Linked DNA regions of Mus musculus: region 2 is linked to region 1. Evidence: chromatin contacts called from public HiChIP or PLAC-seq data. All regions are on one chromosome and are shown on one strand. The core of a region is the stretch at or near the end of the contact, and the rest is flanking DNA. Distances in the headings are between cores, read along the strand shown.

Region 1 (2,626 bases), core at 79-2,578:
TCCCTCCTCCAGCAGCCATTAACTACCAATAGCTACTTAGGTAGAGGCAGGCCCTCGTGTGCCCCTCCACTATTCCTGAAGACCTGGAACTGTATGTGGGTGCTGGGATCCAAGCTTAGGTCCTCATGCTGACACGACAAGCACTGGCTGAGGTGTCTCTCCAGTGGTAGCCTTCATCTCCATCCCAGGACCCTGGGGTCTTGACTGCACAGAAAGGAGACTGAAAGAGTACGGGGTTCATCTCTTTTCTGTTCCCAACTGCAGCTGCAGTGTGATTGGCTGCCTCTCAGCGCTCAGCCACTGTGCCATCCCTGTCCCAAACTGTGAGCCCAAACAAATCGTTCCTGAAGTGCTGTTCACAGAGACTGCATCCCACCCTCGCTCTCCCTCTAAGCCACCATGACACAGGGGCATGCATGCCTCTTGGCCCTGCTTTCCACAGTGAGTCCCAGGGGCAGAATGAGAATAGGAACTTGGGTCTTGTGATGGTCAATACTGATGGTCAGTACCACAGGGTCTGGAATCATCTTGGGAACCAATCTCAGCATCTTTTAAAGATTATCTGGACAAGGGACTGAGGTGCGCATTTTACATAACAAAACAAGCCTGGCCTCCAGGTTCACCCAGCATCTCTCAGTTCCTATCTGGCATAGCCTGCCCCCAACCCTGAACTTTCCAGCCCAAGGGCTGGGCTGTCCTTCCTGCAGAGGTTCTGCCCTACATAATACAGACATTTTGGGCTCTCCCTCTCTTCCTTCTTCTCCTCTTCTCTCTCTGTGCCTGCACTCTTTTTCTCTTTCTCTTCTGCCTTCCCACTCTCCCCATGGTGACTTCCCTGGCCTCTGTCCTTGGGCCCGGTAAACTCACCCTGAGAGTAGCAAACCAATAAACCTGCCTTTAATATATTCTAATCTGGCTTAAATTGGATCATTTCAATGGCGCAGAACCCATAGGTCAACCCATAGGGGAAGACCCATCTTCAGCGTTGTCAGTACCATCCCACGGCTGGGCTCCTACAGTGCATAGAAACAGGAATGTTAGCAGAGCCACCAACAGCCCTCTTTCTCTCTGCTTCCTGACTGTGGCTGCGAACAGCTTCCTCACCTTCCTGTCCCACATCTTCCCAGCCACGATGGAGTATATAACCCAGTCATAGGCTCAAGTAAGTCCCATGCTCTTTTAGATGCTTTAAAGTATTTATAAGACTTAACAGGGTCTGTGTACATGCACGTAAGAGAGTGTGTATTCATGGCATAGTGCATGTGGGGAGCTCAGAGGATAACTTCCCAGTCCGTACCTATATTCACTGAGTCATCTCACAGGCCCCTCTGCAGTAAGACATTTTGTGGCAGGAGAGAGGAGAGCAACGAATGGTTAACATCTCCCGATCTTTCTCCACATACCCATCCTTTTTTAGAAACCACGTTGTCCTCCAACTCTGGCTATTGTTGTCGATACTTAGTTGTTTCCATGGAAACGCACTTATCAGGAAACAGTGGAATTGAATTGGAAACATGCATGTCATGTTTAGAGTGGCACTCACAGGACAGGTGGGAATGGCCCAGATACCCTTTGACGAACAAATGGATAAACATCTCAGGCAACATCTGCACAAAGAGATAGCGCTCCATCCATGGGAAGCGCTGGCGCTTGGCATGGCGTGGTAAGGTGAAGGGAAAGAAGCCAGTGGCCAAACACCATATCCTAGCACTGAGCGTGTAAACAGGAGTCACCACACCAGGCTTTCCTGTGGGTGCTGGGGATCAAACTCAGGCTCAAGAAAAACACCTCGCAGACAGAACCAGCTGGTTTCCTGCTCTGTGTGCAGGATTGTGACTGGTCCATTTCTAGGCTGGCGCTAGGACAGACAACCCGCAGCACGCCATACAGGTCTGAATGCGTTGAGCATGGGCTTCAGAGGGGGATTTGGCTGCGTGTTGGGGGAGGGGTTGCACAGCCACTAAAGCTTCATGCAAGGTGCAAATTATCCAACAACTCTTTCTCCTTGTGTAGGGCTGGGGAAGGCTAATTCCACCCAGGGCAACATGCAATAGATAAAAATAACTCCAGTGTCTCGGGGAGACAGATATTAAAGGAAGGCACTATGGAAAGGACATATTCTATTCTTAAAGTCATAATGAGTGCAGTGGGTTGGAAACAGGCTAACAGTCCTGCTGCATTCTCCAGGGCTGCTATCTAGACTGCTGTGGAAGGGCTCTATTAAAAACAGCAGCCCTGGTCCTGCTGCCTGCTGCCTGCTGCCCCTGGCTCGGTGCTCCAGGTCTGCGCTCTCAGAATAATCTCACCCACGTGTCTCATGGCTCTGCAGCTAAGCTCTGTGCCCAGAGCCACTGTGGAGTTACTATTTCTGCAAAGCTCCTACCTGGGAACGTTGGCTGGATCCTAGGGAGTCCGGAAGTGCTGGGAGCAATGCCTTCTGCCACACTGGCTCCCCAAGCCTCATGCTTTTGAAAGGGACACTTCTTGAGATGTGGTGGGATGTCACAGAGGAAACCCCCCAACCTACAGGGATCTGCTGGGCGACCTGAGACACTCGTCCTGTGGTTGTCAGAGGAGGAGTCCATGGACAGACTCAGTGGAGATGTGTCTGAGTCTCTCTTCTACA
Region 2 (2,626 bases), core at 46-2,545, 720 kb after region 1:
ATAACCAGGGAGCAAGTAGGTCACAATCCTGCTTCAGTTTTCCAGGTGGGGAGAGGGAGGCTCAGAAGTGAATTGACTGTGACACTGTGATGTTCCAAGGCCCCTTCATTTGCCTTCAGGCCACACAGTCTCCATGGCTACATTGCTTAATGCTTGTGGTTCCCAAGGGTGGTTCCCTTTATTGTCCCAAGACCCCTCTGGGTTGGAGGAGGATCTTCTGAAGCCTGGAAGTTCCTCAGCATAGTCTTTCCAATTCTGAAGGACCTGGTCCTGGAGCACGGCAGGTGCCATCTTTACCAGATCAACTGTGCCCACGTTCAAGAGTCTATCACCATTAGGCTTGTTGGTGAATGGCAGTCCCTCACAAAAGGAGTGGGTGGGGAGAGTCATTGGAAGTGGAGAGGGGTCCTGCTGGAAGGGCTAGGCACAGAGACTAGGAAAAGCTAACAGGAGGGTGCTCCATCTTGCAGTCTTGACAAGGGAGCTCCCATCCACACTAGCCACAAGCCTTCCTCTGAGGCTACTTTATGGTCATTGACCCTCCTGCCTGTAACCAATGCTTTACCAATGACCCTAATAAATTCATTGACTCCCAGGATGCATTTTGGCAAAGCAACAGTTTGGTTCGTTCTTGGGATCTTATGAGACGGGGTAGGCATTGCTTACAACTCCCCAGGAGAAAATTCTAAAAGAGACTCTTCCTTCCCTGCAGGGTGGCAAGAATGGGCACCTGGTCATGTGGCCACAGCAAGACATCTAAATACACACAGTATAGATCAGGGTGGTTTAAAATAAATTTTGAAAGCAAAGCATCATGGTATATGTCAGTCGTCTCAACTTCTCAGGAGACTTAGGCATGAAGATCTCTCTTGAGCCCAGGAGTGTGACACCAGACTGGATAACATATGGAGAACCTGTCTCTTTGCAATTGAAAGGGAAGACGATAAAGAATAAGGTGGTGGGCCATAAATTCCAGACCAGCACTGACCGTTAAAACTACAATGTAAGCTACATCTGGGACTTTATATTTTCTTGTATTTCTTAAAACACGGAAAGGTGCAATTAACTTTAATAGCCATTATTGATGCCATATAACTGAAACTAATCATGTTAGCACATTACTAATATAAAACAACATTAGTGTCATACTTTTATATTTACTTTTTCATTCCAATTCCTTAAAAACCCAGTATGTGGCTCTAACACCCACAGCAAGCACATCAGATGAGCCACGTGCTAAGTGTCAGATGGCCCGCATGTGGAGACAGGCTGCTGTGGGGAACATCTGAGGTTGGCAGTGGCCCATCCTGGCTACAGATTCTGGTTTCATTGCTGGCCTGTGTTGCCATGGCGAGGCCACACCAGCTTGTATACCACCAGTTTCCACCTCAGTGGTCCATACTCTTAGGCCAGGTCAGTGAACTTGGCTTCCCACACGGTCAGTCCTGCAGTACTCCTCCTGCAGAGCAGGTATGGAAAGCCACTGTTGTTGCTGAGAGCATGGAAGGCAGATAGAATCAGGTCAGGGGAAGCCCAGAGAAGGAGCTGTGAGATCCGCCCCGGTCCCTCACATTCCTGTCTCCTGTTTTTCACTCCTGTCACCTTTCCTTCCTGGTCCCCAGGCATCCTTCAAGAGCAACTCAGGTACCATTAGAGAAAGGGAGCAAGGAGAGAGACGGGGGTCCCTGAGGCAGAAAAAGGCGAGAGACAGGAGTGAAGGAAGAGAGGAACCAGAGAGGAAAGGGGCCAGACCAGAGTGGAAAGGGAGGGAAGAGAAGTGGGGTACAGGGAAAGCTGGCACTGCCTCAGAGGGTTAAGCACAGCTGCACCAAAGGACCCCATTGATAGCAGCAAGGGCAGCACAGATGTGGCTGCTCAGCTAACTCGGGGCGTTCTTTCTACTGTCCTCTACCGCCCCCTCCTGGACTCCAAGCTCAATAACCACGTTAATCAGGAAAGACAGAGTGAGGTTGGAAAAGCTCAGGAATGAAGAGTACTGTGCAGTTCCTAAGACCCCAGACAATGCAGAGTGGACACAGCTAATTTAAAAGACACATGGAAAAGCATGTAATTCCAGTCCTAGAGCTCCAGACAATGTGGTGCTGTGCTTGGCCTGCGGGTGGGGTGACAAAGGCCTAGCTCCTGTTCTAGAGGTTACACGGGGTGCGTCCCACATTGCTAGTCCTCCACTATGCCACTGAGCACCAGAATTATGCAGATCATGGTGCCGGGAGGAAGATGCCTTCAGGGAGCATGGCCAGAGCAATGCACAGTTGCATCTTCATGGTGCAAGATAGTGAGGGCCCCACCGATACCCCTGAAGGAGGCTCAGCATGCCAGTCCTTCTGAAGCAGCAACCATTAAGCTGACCATCATAGTGAAAACCACCCACCTCCAGCTGATGAGCACCAAACATGTTGGGAGCACGGAGATTCATACTTCCCTTCTGTCTAGCTTCAGTCAGCCCCAGAAGAGGGTTCATGTCCCACACTGTCCAGGGGTGACTTTGTGACTTCCTGAGGCCAGAACCACTATCTCTTCTTCAAGATCCTCCTACCTGTGGGTCCCTCTGCTCAGCCCCTCACACACACACACACCCCAGTCTACACTGCTTCACTTTCCACAG

What was found. HiChIP or PLAC-seq counts read pairs in DNA pulled down with a chosen protein or histone mark.
Region 2: a contact with region 1 is called in an H3K27ac HiChIP or PLAC-seq map of VIP interneurons, with 7 times the contacts expected there. The contact joins two enhancer-like sites. A contact is called at or near these places in 2 of 115 datasets of contacts at active chromatin or transcription factors (VIP interneurons and embryonic basal ganglia) and 1 of 9 other capture datasets (embryonic tail).

What each region holds. Positions count from the first base shown.
Region 1 is chr4:142,299,868-142,302,493 of GRCm38.p6, forward strand. No RefSeq gene overlaps it. Among named protein-coding and RNA genes, the nearest start is that of Gm46875, 3.4 kb to the right of the region's middle. Within about 2 kb of position 1,329, at least 10 of the 459 cell types and tissues checked have an H3K27ac peak or open chromatin away from gene starts, as enhancers often do. A contact at or near this core is called in VIP interneurons, where this site is marked.
Region 2 is chr4:143,019,551-143,022,176 of GRCm38.p6, forward strand. No RefSeq gene overlaps it. Among named protein-coding and RNA genes, the nearest start is that of Mir7021, 120 kb to the right of the region's middle. Within about 2 kb of position 1,296, at least 12 of the 459 cell types and tissues checked have an H3K27ac peak or open chromatin away from gene starts, as enhancers often do. A contact at or near this core is called in VIP interneurons, where this site is marked.